Linked DNA regions of Sus scrofa: region 1 is linked to region 2. The links are chromatin contacts, called in public HiChIP or PLAC-seq maps. All regions are on one chromosome and are shown on one strand. The core of a region is the stretch at or near the end of the contact, and the rest is flanking DNA. Distances in the headings are between cores, read along the strand shown. Region 1 has its middle 54 kb from the start of IRF2BP2. Region 2 has its middle 200 kb from the start of IRF2BP2.

Region 1 (6,678 bases), core at 1,631-4,130, 260 kb before region 2:
CCTCTCAGCTCTTGGCCCTCAGCACAGAGGTACCCAGTACAGGTTCATCAAGTGACTGTGTTTCCCACATTTGGCAGATTGTGATGCAGCAAGTAATGTGGGGATGGAGCAAAGGGGATCCCACTGTGAGACCAAGTAAATGCTGCAGGGAGAGGCAAGGCCCAGGGCTTACCAGCCTCCAGTAGTGCATGAACTGCTTCCTTAAAGTCAATCTCTCTCTGTCTCTATACACACACACACACACCACACACACACACACCACACACACACACACACACACACACACACACACACACACACACAGTCAGAGTTGGTGCTCTTTCCTTGAAGAATGCTAATACACCCATAAACATTTGGAGTCCTCAGATCATCTTAAATTATAGACTCTAACAGTCACAGGGAACATGAATTTCACAGAGTGCCACTTTCACACACAGCTAGACAAATCTAAGCTTGACTGCCCTGCCTTACCCGTTCCTTCTCATGGAAACCACATAAGACTCTCACCCACAGGGCCTCCCATCTCTCTATGCCTCTTGATGGACCCTGGTGCTTCCCCATGTGGCCCTGCTTGGTATGTTGCATTCTCTCCAAGGAAGCATAAGGATGTCTTTAAATTTTCTCCATCCCTCTCTGCCTTGACTTGCATCTGGTCTTACCAGACCCAATCCGAGGTAATATGACAACTGAAGCCCAGTGCTCAGAAAACCCTGGGCCAGGCTTCAGAGATGGGCCAATGGGTGATTGCTGCTGTTGCGTGTCACTCTGGCAGAGGCCACAGCACTCTCCTCTGGGAGATCTGGGGCTGATGGAAATCATGGCCAGCTTCTCAAGAAGCTTGGGCCAAAAGAACTCTTCCTTGCATAAAACTGGGCTCATCATCATCAGTATAAACATGACGTGGCCTTAACAGAGAGCCCAAGTGAACAGTGTTCTCAGTGAGAGCACATGCTCACCCAGAGGAAGGGTGTTTATTGGCTCCTTCAGGGCCCAGGGAAGGGGCACTCACCTTGTAGGGAATGCCTATGTCTGAGACAGAGCTCACCTTGGGGGAGAAGAGAACAACAACCTCTCGGAAGAGGGTTAATTCACTCTTGGTGACTTGTGAAGTTGCAGAATCACACAATTATAGAATCTTAAAAGGTCAGAGGCTGGAAGGGAGATAAGAAGCCATCTGGGCTCAAAACCTCTTGTTTTAAGAATAAAAAAATAACAGGTGGGGTGGGCAAGGAAGGGTAGACAGGGGTGGGGTGGGGGGTTGGGATGGAAATGTTCTAAAATCAGAACATTTTGTGATGATGGCTGCACAACTATAAAAATAATGAAATTCACTGAAAGAAAAAAAAAAAGAAAAAAGAATTCCAATTAAAAGAAAGACTTTCCCTCACCTGCATTTCCTGTTATGGAGCCCCAAATGAATGCTAATTTGAGTGCCAAGTCGAAAACAATTTCAACCTACCACCAGTGTTCATTTTGTGGGATTTTCTTACTGATGGAGGAATTGATGTATGTGCCCATCCATTCGTCTGTCCATCTGTTTATCTATCTATTCATCTCCCCATCCATCTCATCTTCTCCCTAGTAAGACATTTAGGCGGCTACACAAAGAGCATGGATTTTTGCTTGCTCTCCCTCCATCCCTCTTTCTCTTTCTCTCTCCCCCTTTCCTTCTTTCTTTCTTTCTTTGCCACACCTGTGACATGCAGAAGTTTCTGGGCCAGGGATTAAACCTGTGCCACAGCTGTAATCTGAGCCACAGCAGTGAAAACACTGGATCCTTAACCCTCTGAGCAACAAGGGAACTCTGCTTCCTCCTCTTTCCATCTTGTTTTTCTCTCCCACCTGAGATGGAGATGAGCGTAGCGAGGGGCTTGGCCCAGGTGCCGGTGTAGGAGAAAGGCCATTGGCACCAGTGTCACGGTGGGGTATTTGAAACCTTCCAAGTCCCTCCATCCATGGTGGATATCAACGAGGCAGGATTGCTTGACAGAGCGTGTGATAGAGGGAGGAGCTTAATGAAGGTATCTGAGATGCTGATGGGCTGAAAGGAGCCCTTTTCTTGTCTTTGCAGTAACTTCCAGCGTCAGAACAGGGGGCCACTGGAGGGAACGAAGGACAAGGACATGTAAATAAACCACCATCAGAGCTGCTGCTTCCCAGGCTCTCACAGCTGGGAAGACAACCCACCTGGCTTCAGCCCGGGGTCCCCAAGTTAAATGTTACAGCTGAATGTGGAAGGGGCTGGGTGAATCCATGATCAAGAGTGATGCTGGCTTTTATAGGAGCCAAGATAAGGGTAATTAAATCTTGTGCTTCAGGCCATATAAACTGATCTCTGCAGGAGGGCAGGAATTAACTTAATTCCACAGGCACAACCCCACCCGACCCTCCAATAGCTTCATATGATAGACCCAGTGCATGACGGGGAAGGTAGCAGGAAAGAAGAAAGATTTGTTCTAAGCACCAGGTATTAACCAGCACACAAATCAGGAGCTTGAACTTGATGGGCCCCAAGGCTGATCCAGTGTGGCAAATCCAGAGCTTCTTACAGCTTCTCCCTGCACTTGGTTTATTACACACAATCTGTACAGGGGCTGTTTTCACACTTAATGGCAATCCTGAATCACTATCTATTTCCCATCTTCGCCTGCAAAACAGCAACCCAGAGCTAGTGCTCTGCCATAAATACTGGGCCCCATAAAGCCACGGCTGTATAGATTTGCCTTTTTGTGCGTGGATGTCTGATTCACTGGCGCTTTGGCAGCCTTCCAGGATCTAGGAGAGGAAAAAAACCATCCTGAGAATCCCAACAGCCTCATTTTGATCTGTGATACTGAGCAACTCATTTCCACTTCACAGGCTCCGCTGAGCTGTGCCACAGAAAGACAAATCCCAGACGAGGAAAGGGCAGGCGGTAGGAGGAAGGATGGTGGAGGAGACGGGGGGAGGAGGGGGGAGCAGAAAAGGGCCGCATCTATTAAGCTGTTTTTCTTTTGGTGAAAAGAAGCATTTATCAGTGATTTCATATATCATGTGAGAGGTGGCTTCCTGCCAGTTTCCAAGAATCCAAACAACCCGCTGACATCATATGCTAAATATAACTCAGCCTTTGCTTTAGGTGAATAAATAATGCCGCTGGAAAGGAATAGGTTCCCTTCAGTTACGTGTTTATTATGATCGGGCTGTCAGGCTTGTGTAATCAAAAGAATAATGTCCAGTACCAAGGAGGAATGGTGGGCAAAGAATTTTCAAACCATTTCAGGAGGTCACCTTTGAAGCCCTGTTCCTCTTGCCCTTCCCGATGGGAGGGAAGTGGGGGATTCATTTGTTGCGGGGGTCTTCGACGCCCTGATAGGTATGTGTGGGCATGTGTTGTATTTTGCACCTCTGCCCTGCCCTCCACACCAATGGCTGGTCTCTCCGGGGCAAATGCACAGAAGGAAGACATTCAAATGCACAGAGATGGTCCTGAGGCCGAGGTGGAGGTGGGTGGGGCCTGGGTGGGGTTCAGCAAAGAGGGCCAAGGAGGTCTCTGTTTTTGGCAGACCTTCAGGTGAGATGCTTGTCCAACAGCGAATGGCGACCCTAACGCCCCTTCCTCCATGTCCAGGATGTCACCCCCAAGAGCTTTTGCATTTAGCATGTTGTGCCAAAGAAGCCACAGGAAGAATTCGGGTTTCTAATGAGACCTAAAGATTTCTGCCTCCTCTCCAGCTCCACCCCCCACTCCACCCCCGCGGCTCCCCCCCCCCCCCACCGTCCCCAAACTCACACGGCGGGGGAGGGGGAGCCAGCCTCAAGGGCCTGTAGGAAGGGGCAGCTGGAAGGAGAAGAAAAGCAAGAAAATTAGTGCCGGGAGATAAGGAGACAGCGAGTCAAAATAGCTCCTGGAAAGGTGTTGGATCCCAAATAACATCTGCAAGATTTCTCTTCACACTCAGGGATACAATAGAGGTGGTTACTATGGAAACGGGTGTAAAAGCAGCGCAGAGAAAGGAGAGGGCCGGATATAAAGACGAGAGAGGAAAAGGCACACAACACTTTTAAAGCATCAAAGGGGAATACTACAGCACTTTCCATCTCTGAGAGAAGAAAAAAAAGTTATTGAGCCTAGAGATTGTTGAATGCTCTGAGCAGGGGAGGGGTCGGGGCTCTCAGACACCATAATCCCTTTCCCCACAAGCCTGGGTACTGAGCCTGCCTTCCCACAGTTAAGCTCATCAACCGGAAAAGCATCTCCAGGCGGCTCAGGTGGTAAACTCCGAGCTAGACAGCCTGCTCCGCTGGGTTTGGCCTTGGCCTTCGGTAACGACCTTGGAGAGATCAGGTCATTTTTCTGTGTCACAGATTCATCACTTGCCTTCCTCCCAGGGAGGCCTATGACGAAGCACTTTTCTCAAAGAAGGAGTAATGGTGCTGTTTAAGGCAGAGACAGTATAGGTGTCAAGAGCTCTGGGTGCACCTGGGCTGCATGTTTTGTGAGCTGCCCCAGCCAGTGCCCCGAGTGTATTCCAGGGGCCAGGGAGGCAGAGGCCCAAGCCGTGTTTATACCCCACCCACTTTGTTTCAGTGTGGGCTAATGAGTTTGAAAGCGTCTTCTCAAGCCGAGGAGGATTTGCACAAGTCATCCATCTTTTATCCCAGGATCGCAGACTTTGGTCCTCTCGGATAGAAATAAGATGTGAGCCAATGATAAGGTCCTACCGTAGCACACAGGGAGCTGTCTTCAATACCCTGTGATGAACCATCATGCAAAAGAATCTGAAAAAGAATACAGACATGTATAACTGAGTCACTTTGCTGTACTGCCAAAATTACCATAACAGGGTAAATCAACTCTACTGTGATAAAATAAAAAAAAAAAATGAAAAAAGAAAGGTGTGGGCCATATGTAACTTGAAGTTTTCTAGTAGCCACATTAAACAGGTAAAAAGAAACAGATAAAATAAATTCTAATCTAATTTGTTGAATTCCAATATATCCGAACTATGATCATGTCAATAAAATCAATACAGAAATTATTGATGAGATTTTTTTAGGTTCTTTTTTCATACTAAGTCTTGGAAATGTGGTGTGTGTTTTACACAGAAAATGCATCTCGATGAGCCACCTTTCAAGGTCTCAATAGCCACATGTGGCTAATGGCTACCTTATTGGACAGCAAGGCTCTAGACTTTTCCATTATAGAGATGACAAACATGAAGACAGAACACAGAGAAGTAAAAATAGGAAATAGGTGAATTTGGCTCAGGCGATGATTCCAACCACTTGCTTTGTCTCACTGTGGGAGCAATAATTATTACATACACACCCACTGTGGAAGCAATAATCACACACACATACACACACACCCCCACACACCTTGAACAGATTGTCACCCTCAAATACCTCTCTCTGCCATTGAACAATGGCCATCCTGTGGTTAGGACAAAGGAGAGGGTCCATGTAATAACTTCAGTCTCTGGGCCACTGAAATCAGACAGACCCGGTCCCAGGCACGTTTCTATTCCTTCCTGAGTGTTACCTTCAGAGACAGTTTCTTAACCTTTTTGAGTCTGCCTCAATTGTGAAGGGGGGATACTATTAGGGAGGTCACACAATTGCTTTTAGGGTTGAAGGTAAAGCCCCACAGCAAGTGTGATATAGAACAGATGTCCATGGGGGTAGCTCCTTCTTGCTACTGCCCCAGCCCTGGTCTGTCAGTCTGCCCTTGAGGAGCTCGTCTTTCCAAGGCCTCTGGGAATGAAGAAATGAGAATCGTACACATCTTCACATGGTTGGGGGGGGGGAGTCACTTGCGTAGAAACAAGACTTGAAGTACTGGGATCCTTCTTCTTTCACTAACTCCCTTCAGGCTAAGAGCTGAGTATTTTCCCAGGACAGAAAGATACTAAGACTCAATCAGAAAGAGTCCTTTGGATGGTCATGGCCACATGGACAGATGTTTAAAAAGGGTTATTTAAATGTGTACTTCATCACAGTAGCCAAGACATGGAAGCAACCTAAATGTCCATCGACAGAGGAGTGGATCAAGAAGATGTGGTAAATATACACAGGGGAATATTACTCAGCCATCAAAAAGAATGAAATCATGCCATTTGCAGCAACATGGATGCACTTAGAGATTATCACACCAAGTGAAGTAAGTCAGACAGAGAAAGACAAATATGACATGACCACTTCTATGTGGAATCTGAAAAAAATGATACAAATGAACTTATATACAAAATAGAAACAGGCTTATAGACATAGAAAACAAACCTATGGTTATCAAAGGGGAAAGGGGGGAGGGAGGGAGGGATCAATTAGGAGTTTGGGGTTAATATATACACACTACTATATATCAAATAGATAACCACCAAACACCTACTGCTATATAGCACAGGGAGCTCTACTCAATATTCTGTAATTATATATATATATATATATACACACACACACATATAAAACTGAATTACTTTTCTGTACATTGGAACTGGTACAACATAGTAAATCAACTATACTTCAATAAAGAAGACAATAAATGTGTGCTTTATCTTCTGGAGTTGTGCTATCTGGTTGAGTAGCCCTTAGTCGCATGTGGCTATTTACATTTCTGTTAATTAAAATTTTTAGGAGTTCCTGTCATGGCTCAGTGGTAATGAATCCGACGAGTAACCATGAGGATGTGGGTTTGAT
Region 2 (6,234 bases), core at 104-2,603:
TGCAGGGGTTGTGTCAAGGGTTGAATTGCTCACATGCCAGCTCTGATCCCCACAAGAACTCTTGAAGGTAGGTTCTGTCTCTGTTTAACAGATAAGGAAACTGAGGCTGTAGCAGCTTAGCCCATTATCACGCTAGAGACACTGTCCAGCCACACGCTCCCTTTCCCACTATAGGGGGTTCCATACCCCAGGTCTCCAGGGCAAAAAACCTTGAATGGAAGCGATTTCAGGCTGATGTAGTAAGATATAGCCTGTCACCTTCTCCTTCCGTGCAGGGGTCCCCAAGGCTCCAGGGGGTAACAAAGCCATAAGCTGGAAGGAGCTGAGCTTCCCTAATCAGCCCTGAACTGGCCAGAACCATCAGTCCTTTTTTTGTGCTTTTTAGGGCCACACTCAAGGTGCATGGAGGTTCCCATCCTAGGGGTCCAATGGGAGCTCCAGCTACCAGCCACAGCAACTGGGGATCTGAGCCACATCTGCAACCTACACCACAGTTCATGATAATGCCCAATCCTTAACCCACTGAGGCCAGGGATCAAACCCACAACTTCATGGTTCCTAGTCGGATTCGTTTCCGCTGTTCCATGACAGGAACTCCAGAACTATCCATCTTAAGGCTCTGAAATCATAGGGTTTATTTGTTCCCTAAGTAATGCAATCACTAAAAGATAGCATTGGACACCTTTGGGTTACAAAGGATGAAAGGTAGGGCTAGGATACTGGGGCCATAAGCCTACAAATCTGTGCCCTGATTCCACACAGACATGCCCTCCAAACCAAACTGTATATCCACTAGGGCCTGATCCAGCCTCCAGCCCAGAGCAGGCCGTGGAGGAAGCCAATGGAGAAACTAGAGTTGTCAGAGCAGTTAGCTCCCTGGGCCATGTAACACCTCCTCAGAAGATGCTCTGAGGGTAAAAGTGGCCTTGCAGACAGACTGTCATGGCCAGCAGTTCCCCAGCAGCATCACCAGGAATCTCTGTGCTGGGGAGGGTCCCGATCCTAGCTTCACCTCAGTCCCCCTCCAGCACCCAGCTCAGAGGTGCTCAGTGGAACCCAACACGAGCCCCCACCGAGGGGTGGGCCTGGTGGGAGGGGCTGCCTTCTTGCGCAGCCCTGCGGCTGAGCGCAGTGGGGTGTGCACTGATAACCCTCCAAAGAAGGGGAAAGGAGCAAGGAGAGAGGGTTTGAGTGGTCCCCAGTGACACTGGGAGAGAAACGTGTGGAAAGGAAGATCCATCTTTGAGCAGTTCATTAACCCCTGCTCTGCCGGACCACACAGCTTCCAAGGCCCCATCTGTGAGGAGGGTGCTGGAGACGGACTTCGCATCAGGGTGAGGGCCACAGGAGTGAGCGAGGACCCTGTCACCTCCCACTGCCTGACTTCCACGAAGACAACAGGGCTGTCCAGTGGTCAGAAAACAGAAGTGAGGCCCCGAACCTCAGGGACAAATGAGGAAGTGCCCAGTCAAAACCAATCAGAGTCCACTGGGGAATGAAAGCTGTGTGCTTATATGGTAAGCAGCAGAGAGGCACTTTTCTAATATTTTCCAAGACCTAAGCTTTTTTTTTTTTTTTTTTTTTTTTTTTTTTCAAAATCCTATACAAGGAAATGTTACACAGAGGCGCTGTTACAGCAATTGCTTCACCAAAGTTGCATCAATTTTCCGTGGCAATATTAGCATTTAACTACACCAGAGAACCAATAGAGATAAACATCCTGAAAACTCAAGCAATTAAGTACCTTTTTTGATTCTATGTTTCATTGACACATCCGTAAGATTGTGTTAAGAAATGAAATGAAATGTGTTAAGAAGAAAGGTAATTAGTAATATCATTTTAGGATAAAGTAACTCATTAAATTTTTTAAAGAGAATGAGTTTTTTTTTCCTTCTATTTTAGTTTTTGAAAGAGTTAGAATAGGCAGGAATATTTCCTTTTTAAAGTTATGTATCTTTTTTTTTTTTATTCTTTATTTATTTGTCTTTCTAGGGCCACACCTGAGGCATTTGGAAGTTCCCAGGCTAGGGGTCAAATTGGAGCTAGAGCTGCCTGTCACAGCCACAGCCACAGCAATGCCAGATCCAAGCCATGTCTGCAACCTACACCACAGCTTATGGCAACGCCATATCCTTAACCCACTGAGCAAAGCCAGGGATTGAACCCCTGTCCTTATAGTTACTAGTCGGGTTCGTACCACTGATCCATGAAGGGAACTCCGGTGTCTTTATTTTTTATGTATTTTTTTATTAAAGTATAGTTGGTTTACAATGTTGTGCCATTTTCGGCTGTACAGCAAAGTCATCCAGTAATACATATATATACACTCATTTTCTCATATTACCTTCCATCATGATCCAGCCCAAGAGATTGGACATGGTTTCCTGTGCTGTACAGTAGGTCCTCATTGCTTACCAATTCTAAATGTAATAGTTTGCATCTGCTAACCCCAAACTCTCAGTCCATCCCTCTCCCTCCCCCCCCCTTGGCAACCACAAGTCTATTCTCTATGTCCGTGAGTCTGTTTCTGTTTTCTATATGGGTTCGTTTGTGCCATATTTTATATCCCACATATAGGTGCTACTTAGCCATGAAAAAGAAGGAAATACTGGCATTTGCAGCAACATGGATGCAACTAGAGATTCTCAGACCAAAGGAAGTCAGTCAGAGAGAGATAGGTGGGAATATTTCTTGATTAAGTAGCATGAGTGAATTTATTAATGGTCTCATATTCTGGTTTCTAATAACACTGTTTTCTGTGTATTGCTTGATGTAGCAAATATCCTGACAACGGGATGTTTCCTCCTACTTGGAGGAGATATTCATGCTTGGTTCCAGGCTGTCTTCTGGGCTAAGGATACAACAGTGATCAGACCAGCCTGTGTAGATCTTATATTCTGGTGGAATAAGAAGCAGACCCGGAGTTCCCGTCGTGGCGCAGTGGTTAACGAATCCGACTAGGAACCATGAGGTTGTGGGTTCAGTCCCTGCCCTTGCTCAGTGGGTTAAGGATCCGGTGTTGCCGTGAGCTGTGGTGTAGGTTGCAGATGCGGCTCGGATCCCGAGTTGCTGTGGCTCTGGCCTAGGCCAGTGGCTACAGCTCTGATTCGACCCCTAGCCTGGAAACCTCCATATGCCGCGGGAGCGGCCCAAAGAAATAGCAAAAAGACAAAAAAAAAAAAAAAAAAAAAAAAAAAAAAAATATCAGACCCCATTGCGGGAGGGGTGGAGCAGGAGGTTGGGATGAGCAGATGCAAACTATTATATAGAGAACGGATAGACCACAAAATCCTACTGCAGAGCACAGGGAACTATATTCAATATCCTGGGATGAACCATTGTGGAAAAGAATATGCAAAAAAAGTAACCCCAAGAAAATGGCATCAAACCATGCCCACTGTAAATTACACATGTCACTTCACATCCAACTGCCCCAGAAATACAATTGGAAACTTGACCCAGTCCTCCTCCTGACTTCAGGTCTTTCTCTAACCCCACTGAGGACTCCCAATGCATGAAAGATCTCAAATATAGCAAGGGACACAAAAGATGGCGCTCTTTGGCAGGTGTCTGATTGGCTCCAGAGGAAAGATGCTAAACAGCCCGGCTCAGAGTTCACGTCAATGAGGGGGAGGAGGGCAGGGCAGGGACATCCGCAGGGCCTGGGTTTCTGGCAGGCAGCTGGGCTTTGGGAACAGTGGGGCTCTCTACTCAAAGCCCTGGGAAACGTGCAGCCTATGGAAGCAGCAGGCTTTCTGCAGAGCCAAGGTGCTGGCCCACCTGTGAGCTTCTGACCTCACTGTGCCGCCACCCATGGAGGGATGCTGTGTGGAGTCTCCAGGGAGCGGCAGCCTCCTAAGCACTATAAAAATGTCAGCAGACATGAACTGATTAATATCACGCACTGGGATGGACTTTTCCAAAAAAAAAGATTATAAAGCAGTTGAGCTATTGTAGAGCTGAGGGCATTAGGAAAAGTTGACTGTCTTACCCTGGGCCCAGTCAAGTGGTGAATCAGTCAGGGACAAGGCTGAGGTTTTTGTTTCTGTAAAGCCTGTTTCCTTCGATTAAAAAAGTTATGGATGCACCAGGCACAAAAGGACCCATGTGGCATGATTCCACTTGTAGGGGTAACTCGAGGAGTCCAGCTCAGAGAGACAGAAAGCAGCATGGTGGTTGCCAGGATGAGAAGGGAGAGCTGGTGTCTCATGGGGACAGAGTTTCAGTTTGGGAAGATGACAAAGTTCTAGAAATGGATGGTGATGGTAGTTGCACAATAACGTGAATGAAAACGTCCCTGAAAAATGGCTAAAACGGTTGTTATGTTATGTCTCCTTTATCACCATAATAATAATAATAATAATAAAAGCTATGGAACTATTCGTTGTGAATCTCTGCTTAGATTATTTGAAGAGTAATTTGGTCTCATTTAGCCTTTTCTGTGCATGCACAGGAATGCAGGATCCAAGCTGCATCTGTGACCTACACAAAACGCTGGATACTTAACCCACTGAGTGAGGCGAAGATCAAACCCACAACCTCATGGATACGAGTCAACCTGCTGAGGAACAAAGGGAACTCCCTGGCCTCTTTTCAAGGCATTAGACTTTGAGATTCCCAAGGGCAGGGACCATTTATAATTTGCCTTTTTAGACCAAAAGCACTAGTACAAAGCCTTACATAGCATAATGCTGGATAAATACTATTTGAATGGAAAAAAATGAATGAACGAATAGGCCCAGAATTCCCTCATTGGCAAAGGCCATGCCACTGAACCATCTTTTTTTCTAAAAAACACATTCACAGAATAGTAACAACAAAACCACTGAGCATCATTAAGTGTTTTGCCTTCAGAGCAAATAAGGTTTTCAAACCAAAAAGCAACAATAAAAAAATTAACTGTACTTCGATAAATGTTTCTAAAAATAGTAAAAGCAAAACACGCAACAACAACAACAAAAGTTAAGTGCATATATCTATTCATATTGAAAGTTTCCTGCCTAAATTCCCCAGACACCCCCCCTCACTTTAATAGGAAGTAAGAGTGATGAATGAATGAACAAATGAATGAATTTCCTTCCTGGTCCGCAGGGCTATATTTTTCCTGTCTGGCTATCAGAACAGTCCATGCAGTGAGCCTTGCAGGTCCCTGGAGAGGTTCAGGAACCAACTAGAGTCCTTCCAGCTCAGACATCCCTTTCCTGGGTAGCGCCCTTCTCCAGGCTGAGACAGGAAATGATCTCCAGCTGCCCTCCCTGCTGACTCAGCCGCAAAGCCTTTTACAGTAATCTGACTTCACTTCTCTGGAGCTTCTTTGGGCAAAGACTTTCTCATTTTCTGTAAAGCAGATCATTAAGGGGCAGAAAATTCAATGACAAAAGGAAGGAAGCACAGAGAGAAATCCTTGCATTTTTTGAAGCTAGAGCACAAGCGTGGCCCAGGGATGTGAAATGCCTTTCTCCCTCTGTTTTCCCTTCAGTGCTGAGCAACCCTCCCAGCGTCCTCAAATTCCCAAGATCTGTTTAAACATCTCACATGTTCCTTCTAAATAAATCCAGCCATTTGTGCACGCCAGTCATTTTTAGCAAAGAGTACATTAGCTGTTTTCTTTTGCAGAACAAAATCAAAGTCTCATCTAACTAACAGCCATATATAAAAAGGAGGAGTACTTTCTGATCAGCACAACAGAACTGCCATGAATTTAGTCAGGGCTCCTGGCCTCCTCCAAAAGATGTTTCTAACATCGAAAGAGATCTCAAAATATGTAATCCATAGTGAGAAGGCTTTTTCTGAGCTCAGAAATGCAGAATGACAGGAACTATCATTTGTAGCAATATCATAAAGGAGAATCTGAAAAACCTCCGGCCACAAAATACCTAGATATGCCTACAAAAATAACAAACACAGTTTTAATAGCACAGCTGAGATCAGCAAAGGAAATCCCTGAGACCAGAGCAGGCTGAACAGCAGGGCAGGTGCTGACACTTTGGCTGTCTGGGCACTTGGAGCTCTGGCAGGGAAAAAAAGTCACCTTGAGTTTCATAACCACAGGCCACACTTCACACAGGTTTGAATTTAAATGTATTCACCTGCATGGTCTAGAAATCAATTAAGTAACATAAAAAGAGTTCTAATCTCATAATATCATAGGGGAAGTTGCTAAAGAAATTGAAAAACTTCTCTATAGAAACAGATCCTCAACCTCGGCCACACAAGATCCTGAGAGTGAGCATT

Evidence for each region. HiChIP or PLAC-seq counts read pairs in DNA pulled down with a chosen protein or histone mark.
Region 1: a contact with region 2 is called in an H3K27ac HiChIP or PLAC-seq map of alveolar macrophages. The contact joins two enhancer-like sites. A contact is called at or near these places in 1 of 47 Hi-C or Micro-C datasets (embryonic fibroblasts) and 1 of 2 datasets of contacts at active chromatin or transcription factors (alveolar macrophages).

Annotation. Positions count from the first base shown.
Region 1 is chr14:56,596,438-56,603,115 of Sscrofa11.1, reverse strand. No RefSeq gene overlaps it. Among named protein-coding and RNA genes, the nearest start is that of IRF2BP2, 54 kb to the right of the region's middle. Within about 2 kb of position 2,880, at least 36 of the 83 cell types and tissues checked have an H3K27ac peak or open chromatin away from gene starts, as enhancers often do. A contact at or near this core is called in alveolar macrophages, where this site is marked.
Region 2 is chr14:56,340,035-56,346,268 of Sscrofa11.1, reverse strand. No RefSeq gene overlaps it. Among named protein-coding and RNA genes, the nearest start is that of IRF2BP2, 200 kb to the left of the region's middle. Within about 2 kb of position 1,353, at least 12 of the 83 cell types and tissues checked have an H3K27ac peak or open chromatin away from gene starts, as enhancers often do. A contact at or near this core is called in alveolar macrophages, where this site is marked.